2 separate regions of the Canis lupus genome follow, and region 1 is linked to region 2. Evidence: chromatin contacts called from public Hi-C data. All regions are on one chromosome and are shown on one strand. Each heading gives the region's core, a stretch centred on a gene start, on an enhancer-like site or on the middle of the called end of the contact. The rest is flanking DNA. Distances are from core to core; before and after follow the strand shown. Region 1 holds the start of LOC484461 (zinc finger protein 234). Region 2 holds the start of ZNF235 (zinc finger protein 235).

Region 1 (4,071 bases), core at 297-2,796, 160 kb after region 2:
TTTACCTCATTAGAATACTAAAATCCCTGCCCAAGGAAGGGGGGAGGGCTCAGCCTCACATACACAACACACAGTGTAGGTATTGGCATGTTTCACTAAGGCACATGCTCCACCTTAGGCCCATCTTTACATATGATGATGACAAGACTTCCCTATCTAGGGACGCCTGGGTGGCTGAATGGTTGAACGTCTGTCTTTGGCTGAGGTCATGATCCCGGGATTCTGGGATCAAGTCCCACATTGGGCTCCCCGCAGGAAGCCTGCTTCTCCCTCTACCTATGTCTCTGTCCCTCTCTGTGTCTCTCATGAATAAGTAAATAAAATCTTAACGAAAAAGACTTCCTATCTATCTAAATATCTATCCTAACTTTCAACAAAGGGAACCCATTCACCATCTTTTGGGGAGTCACGGCTTTGGAAGCCATTCCCCATGATCTCCTTAGTTGCTGTAAATAAGCTTTCTTTGTGCAACAACTCAACCTGGTACGGTTTCTGACTCAAGGAGAGAACTCACGTTGGATCTGTTGCACCCTCACCTTCCCAAAAGAGAGATTATAAGGGGCCCCCGATTATCCAGAATCATGCAGGAATCAGAGAAGAGGAAAGGTTCTGCAGTGGGATATCTACCCTACCCTAAGGATTTCGGGCTCTTCGGGAAATTGATACTAAGAAATGTCACCATCCACCTTGTGCCAGAAACTGTTTTGAGATGTTTATTTCTACCACTACAGCTGGCACGCAGGGGTGCAAGCGCAGCTGCCTGTGGGAATCCCAAACAGACCAGATTTGGCCTCTTGCCCCTGACAAAATCCACAGGCAGAGACATTAGTGGCGGTGAAATAAGAAAGGAATTTATTTCAGCGACGCCAACGGCTGCAGCCTACCAGCTCAAAGACTCTTCAAAGTATTGGAAACGCTTCCAGGTTTATACACAAAAAATGTGGGGCGATGGCAGGTGGGCAGTGAAGGTCAAATGATCACCGTCTCAATCACGAGTGGGGCCTTGCTGGCTCACAGCAGGGCTTACTGCTGGAGGGGGTGGTTTGGTTCCACCAGGGGATGCTTTGCCCTCAGGGTCTTCCACCCGAGACAAGAGACAAGCTGGACAGAAGCCAACTAGAAAGTTTGAGGTCAAAATGGAGGCAGCTCTCACCACCTCTTCGATTCCCCAACAGCAGGAAGCAGAAGCACCCGTGGGTGTAGGGAGGCAGACGCTGGGCGAGCTAAGACACGCAGAAACTCTCAAACCAGGCGACAGGCGACCCCACCCCACCACACCCCAGGACTGGCAAACCACCCTGAACGCGGAGACTCCCCCAGGGATGCACACCACTGCCCTCCCGCTGCATACCTGCGTACTCTGTCCAGGCTTCTTTCCCCCTAAATCGCCCACTCGCTGCTGGTTCCAAGCACAGATCCAGGAAGTTTGGAAGCGTCCGAAGAGGCGGAACTGACGCACTGCTCCCAAAGAAAATTCAGTAACAACCTCACACTCCCCCCAGCGGAAGTGCCTGCGAAACCATGGAACTTCTGGACTACACTTCCCAGAAGGCACCGGATCCGCCTTCCTGACGGGAAGTGCCTGCCGCCACACGGAGCGTTTGGACTACATCTCCCAGAACGCACCAGATCCGCCTTCCCGAGCGGAAGTGCAAGTCACCGCACGGAGCGTCTGGACTACACCTCCCAGAATGCCGAGGGCGAAACGTTTTTAGTCTCACCCTCCAAAAGTGTTGCGGTTGCTGGGAGCTAGTTGTCTACACTTCCTCGAAATGCCAGAATGGAAGGAATCACGTAGTCTCGACTTCTTGGGTGGTTATGAGGGTTTCTACACTAAGAGTCTGCGTTGCCTCTGCCTGAGTGCTCCGAGAAATTATTCCATGGACACAACTTCCTGAATTCGAAATGCCTCCAATTGTGACAGGAGTATTGTTGGGAAGGGAACCGGTGAGGAGATAACAATCTTCAAGAAATTAACGGGGGCGGGGGGGGGAGGGCAGAAAATAACGGGGAATGATTGCTTAGGCGACACAAGATAATTGAAAGGTAGATGAAAGGACGATATGAGGCTAAAACAGGGTTTAAAGAATGGGTGGGATTGAATGACTTGGGAGAAGCGGTGACTCCTATGCCAGACCCTGATGTACCACAAGTTTAGTAGAAAAAACAACTTAAGACAGCCGAACTGGAAGCTTGTCCTTATGGAAAGTCGCTCTTGCCTCACTTAAACTTTTTATTAGAATTATTATCCCTACTTCGGAGGTGAAAACGTCAAGTTTCAGTGAAGCTACAAAATTGTCCACTATCTTCAAACAGGCAGAACAGCTGCAGAGCTTGACACTGGAGTTATGCTGATTCCCAAAGCCTCTGATTTAACGCCAAAACACTGAGGAGGATTCTGTAGGTGAGGGAGCATGTTCCAGCATTAGGAGTTTTTTTCCTTTATATTTCTGGTTAAAATATCTTTATTATAGTTAGCAATTTTAAAACACATAAAAACTAAAAATAGTATGAACCAAAATAAGAAGAAATGCACCTAGAATCCTTCCCCCTGGGGAAAAAAAAAAGGTTTGTCTCCTAAACTTGTCTCCATAAACTTACATATACCTATCAACATACTTATTTGATTTTTAAAATGAACTCTCATGTTCTCTATTCATTTTTCTAGACTGTGTAAACTAAACATTTTCTAGTATCAGTCACTGAAAATCTAACTCCTTTCAAATAATGGGTGTATGATATTGCATGGAGCAGATTGAGAATGAAAACCACAACAGCCCCTGACATCTGGAAGCTGGTGTGGCACTCACAAATAGGTCATGTTGTTCTCCTTTGGGATAGTAAATGAATCACTATCCTCAAATGAGTGTTCTCTGAGACCATGGTGAAGTGAGACAAAACAAGGCTCCTTCTTAATTCTGTTGAGACAGACAAAAAACAAGATCACTGTGCCAGCCACACAATGCCAACATCCCCCTTTTGCTGGTTAAGTGACTGCTACTGCGTTATCCCTTAGATCTTTATCTTTGTTCCAGTCTGCCTTCACAAAAGATGAAATTTGTTGAAATACTCCATCTTAGAATTGCTCTTGCTTTCTGAAAGTATTTAATCTAGAGTGAACCCTGCTTCCTTAGGTCCTCCCCAAAACACCAAACAAGCCTCAAATGTTGTAATAGATTCTTTCTTTTACCCTCTTTTTCTTTGGATGCCTCATAGTTTTCCCTAGTGGGTGTACTCTCTTACTGCAGTAAATAATAAATCCAACTTGTCTAACTATTGGTGTGTTTCTGGATAAATTAAGTAAATATTTTGGCACATTCCCAGATAAATAGTAGGTTTGCTATGACATATGAAGCTGCAATGAATATCATTTTATGTTCTTCTGGGACAGACAGAAATTTTTGGCTAGTGAACTATCAATCACAAATCACTCCTTTCTTAATCTCTTCCATTTCAGCGAATAGAAAAAGCTGAATGCTCACTTGTCCACCTTCCTTGCAGCCACACAAGTCCATGCATGCAACTGGCTAATAAGATACTGTCAGAGAAGATTACAAGGTACAGGGGAGTAGGGACCTGTGCAACCATAATCTGTCCAACAGTTTGGTGTAGTGCACAGGGTCACCAAGGAATCACACCATGGCATGGTGGAAATGCAAGGGTTTAACAGCCTTGTTGCCCCAGGGTGGTGCTGGCTCCCCAAAGAGTAAGGTGGCCAAGGTGTTGGCCACCTTCTGGTCACATGAGGACAAACACGATGTAGATAATGTTCCTTCCTTGTTAACAAGGATGAATTACTGCAATGCGTAAGGATTGGAAGTATAAGAGGTGGGTCCTTAGAAGGGCAGAGAAAATACATCTAGTTGTTTGGTCACCCTTGCACTCCCACGTCATCCACTAACTCCCATGGTATCTCTAAGGTTGCAGACAATGTCTGAGAGGAATAGAAGGCCCTGTGTGGGAAGCTCTACCCAGTTTGGGTCACTTGCCAGCCTCAAGTAAGACCTATTTTCATGCAGCATTGAACAACTGATGACATTGCTGAAAACAGGACAGTTGAAATGAGATCTT
Region 2 (4,047 bases), core at 1,369-3,868:
CGCTTACCTCTGTTCCCTCCCCTCCCCAGAAGACACACAGCGTGGACAGCTTGGACACTGACGATTGAAACGTTCTACCTACCTACCTCCCTTCCCACAATTTATCCTGTTATGTTAATATAACGGTTCAGTTGTCATTAGCACGCCTTTACTATTCCCCGGGATTCCCGTCCAAGCAAATCGCTTGACTGTTCATCACAGGAACTTCCACAAGTTCCATCAACTCTGCAATCTTCTATCAACTCTTCAATTTCTCCGAAAGAAAGCAGCAACAGTTGGCACCTAAAAACCCTCGCTGTCCACTCCCCCCTCCCCCAATCCTGGACCTTAGTACCACGATCCTTACGCAAACTTAATCAAGTCCGTCGCATTGAAACAGAACTTGCCCTTCTCCATGAATTCCAACCCTGATTTCGTGGTCGTGTCAAGGTGCTGTGTGTGTGTCTGTTGCAGTGGTGTCCTCACCGCGATCAGCCATAAACTCCGTTTATTATCGACGGTTGCACTGGGGATACCAGAGGGGACATTCGATGCAGGTTGAGATCCAATGTTCCCTAAGTTCAGCGTTAGGCGGTTCAGCCCAAGTCACATTTACGTTTCCCATATTGAGCCTACCCCTTGCTCCCGCTAAAAGTGTTGGTTAACTTCATAGTGCAAACTTCGTTTCTCTCTCTCTCTCTTTTTTTAAGATTTTATTTATGATAGACAGAGAGAGAGAGAGGCAGAGACAGGCAGAGGGAGAAGCAGGCTCCACGCAGGGAGCCCGACGTGGGACTCGATCCCGGTTTCCAGGATCACGCCCTGGGCTGAAGGCAGGCGCTAAACCGCTGAGCCACCCAGGGATCCTCCGTTTTTCTTTTATACAACCGAACTTTTTCAATTCGTAATTGCTTTCTCATGAGCTTCAAGAAATGTATAAAACAAAAAGAAATGTGACAGCTGCAGCGCCAGAGGAACTGCTCAAACCGAAGCCACCTTCGCCCAGAACGAGAGCAAGCCGGTGGGAAGCGCGATCCCGCGAGCTGCATTCTGGGAAACGTAGTCCAGCAGGTGCGCGAAACCCGAGGCGCTTCCCCTTGGGCATTCTGGGAAGTGTAGTCCAGGAGCCCGGTAGAGTCCGGGGCACTTCCGCTCCAGGAAGGCGAGGTCGGGGCCGAGGTTGCTGGCGGTGAGGTGAGTTCACCCCGTGTCGCTGCGGTCCCTCCGAGCCTTCTCGGTCTCGGCGTGGGGCCAGCAGCCAGCCGGACCCCGGTCCTGGGGAAGGGGAGCCGCGGCCGGCGGCGGCGGAGGGCGGGGACGGAGGCGGCGGCGGCACAGTGCCGCTGCCCGGCGGAGCCTCCGCGTCGGGGCGGGCGCGCGTGGCCAGCGGAGTTTGAAGGTCTCCCGCGCTCTCGGCGCCCCCGGCCCCCGGCCCCCACCCCCGGCCCGGCCCTGCCGCGGGCGCCGCGTCCGCCTTGCCGGGAAACATTGCGCGAGCCACTTAGCATCCCCTTGCCTCGGTTTCCTCGTGCCTAAAGAGCATTAGTGCCTTCCCGGCGGTGCTTGGAGAATTCAACGGGATCAGCCTGGGAAAGCTGCAGATCGGTGCCTCGCGCCGCGTCGGATGGCACCGCGCATCCTGTCCTCGTAACTCGGGGCCCCTGTGGTGGGGAAGCTCCCGAGAGCCCCTGAGAGCCAGCTCTGCCGCGGGGCCGGTCCTGGATTCCTGGTCTCTCCCGAGACACTTGTTGAGGAAGGAGAGTTCTCCTTAGCCGGACCCTGGCGAAAGTTCTTGGTGGTTTATCCCAGAGAAACGGCCGCGGTCCCGGCTTCGCGCAGTGCCCGCGGCGTGGCGCGTCCCTGACTGTTCACAGCTGCGTGCGTTCGTTCAAATGCACCAGGATTTCTTAGTCTGCGGTTTTTATTATTCTTTGCCTCCGTGCACACGGGAGAAACTTGGTGGAGGCTCTTCCGGCTTATTAATGACAAGCTCCAGTAATTACACATCTTAAAAATGGTGTTCAGTGCGGGACGGAGTAGGGGGGAAATCATGGCAGTTTATCGTTAGCAGGAGAATGAATGATCTGTGGGACAACCAGCGAGAAGGACTTTCCTTAGGGTGACGATAACTCACAGCCCAGAGCATTCAGCTCTGAATTCTAGGCTTCTTAAAACCTTCACTTTCCGGAGAGCACATCTGCAAGGGAGGTTTTGTGAAGCATAATAGCATCTGCTTGTGTGGCTCCGCAGGAAATGGGGAATACTGGCATTATGATGATCCCCGTTTACAGGTGACTGGATTGAGGCACAGAAAGATTAATAACTCGCTCAAGGTTTATCCTGCTAGTAAGTAGAAGGCAATAAGGAGAAATGCAGAATTTGAACCCAGGCACTTTGGTCCCAGTAAGTTATATTGCCTGTATGCCTCTCATTTCCTCATACCCAGGCTGGGGAATACTCTGGAAGCTGCCAGAAGCACTTAGATTAGGGACTGTTCATGAACTCACGCAGTTGATTGAGGGGGAAGCTGGAATCCAGCCCCGGGTCTGAGTTCTACTGGGGAAAGAGACGCGTCTTCCTGTTGGCACAAAGTGCCACGTAGACTAGCAGCTCTCTCATGATGACTTTCCCTTCCACAGTTTTGCCTTCCCAAACTCTGCCCTTCCCCAGAAGGAGAAGGAGAAAAATGACCAAGTTCCAGGTAAGTTGGGTTTGCCTTTCTGTTCCTTAAAATGACATGTCGTAAAGACTGGATGCATTTTTCCCCTGCTTGGGAAGGGTAAAAGGGAACCCAAGGCACATAATTGTTGTATACCAGGCTCTTGCACTTTGTTTCCAAACAATTGTGTGAAAATTAATAGATATTCTTTTAAAAATGACTTCCATATTACAGACGTGTTTACAAATCAGTTTTAATTGGTCCCACATTCTTTCTCATTTGTATTGACATGCCTAGATTTGTAATCATAGTTTAAGTATCATTTTGAATTTTGCAAATGTAATTTTATGTTACCTACACTTTTTTTTTTCCTACACTTTAAATAGTCATATCATTTCCCATAATTTACCTACTGCTTTACTCCATTCTTCATTTACAGGCAGGTTTTGCCATTTTAAAGATGTTTGCAGTAACAGTTTTCTTACATATAATCTTTCTTTCCATACGGAAATTCTTGAGATTTAAGTCATTTTTTTTCTCTTTGAAGTTTAGGGACTCCATTGTTTTCTCACAAGAGGTGCCTCCCATTTTGTGATAAGAATGTCTAAAGTATGGTTTGGTGCAGCAGAGTCCATCTCAGACTGAACTCTGAAAATAATTTTAGTTGTTTTCAAACAAGAAAAGCTAGATTTGGAGCATGCCTGGCCAGCTCAGTCTGTTGAGTGTGTGAATCTTGATCTCGGGGTCCTGAGTTCAAGCCGCATGTTGGCTGTAGAGCTTATTTAAAAATAAATAAATATTTTAAAATAATAATAAAGAGCTAGATTCTTTTTTTTTTTAAAGATTTTATTTATCTATTCATAGAGACACAGAGTGAGAGAGAGGCAGGCAGAGACACAGGCAGAGGGAGAAGCAGGCTCCATGCAGGGAGTCGGAGGTGGGACTCCATCCCAGGTCTCCAGGATCACACCTCTGGCTGCAGGGGGCGCTAAACCACTGTGCCACCGGGGCTGCCCTAGATTCTCTTTTTTATTCTAAGCTAAACCATGTGTGTATTATAGTTGAATGTTTGTTTTATTCATTAACATGTTAATATGTTTTAAAGAAGTACATATTTAATTTTAAAAATCTTTAGCACTGGGGCGCCTGGGTGGTTCAGAGATTGAGCCTCTATCTTTGGTTCAGGTCGTGATCCTGGGGTCCTGGGATCAAGTCCCACATCAGGCTCACTGTGGAGAATCTGCTTTTCCCTCTGCCCATGTCTCTGCCTCTCATGAATAAATAAATAAAATCTTTAAAAAATAAAAATCTTTAGCACTAGGGATTTGCCAGGCATTTAACTCTGTGGAACAGCTGTGTGAGGATGTAGATGGTCTTATCTGCATTTTAACATGAAAAAACCTTGTGAA

What was found. Hi-C and Micro-C count contacts between places; a contact is called where the count stands out from the background.
Region 1: a Hi-C map of blood shows a contact between it and region 2, with 6 times the contacts expected there. The contact joins the promoter of LOC484461 here to the promoter of ZNF235 in region 2. A contact is called at or near these places in 2 of 9 Hi-C or Micro-C datasets (both in blood).

Annotation. Positions count from the first base shown.
Region 1 is chr1:111,886,578-111,890,648 of UU_Cfam_GSD_1.0, forward strand. LOC484461 (zinc finger protein 234) reads right to left here and starts at 1,547. Exons shown (of 5, transcript XM_038528660.1): 1 at 1,352-1,547.
Region 2 is chr1:111,725,612-111,729,658 of UU_Cfam_GSD_1.0, forward strand. ZNF235 (zinc finger protein 235) reads left to right here and starts at 2,619. Exons shown (of 5, transcript XM_038528659.1): 1 at 2,619-2,680. The coding sequence starts at 2,666.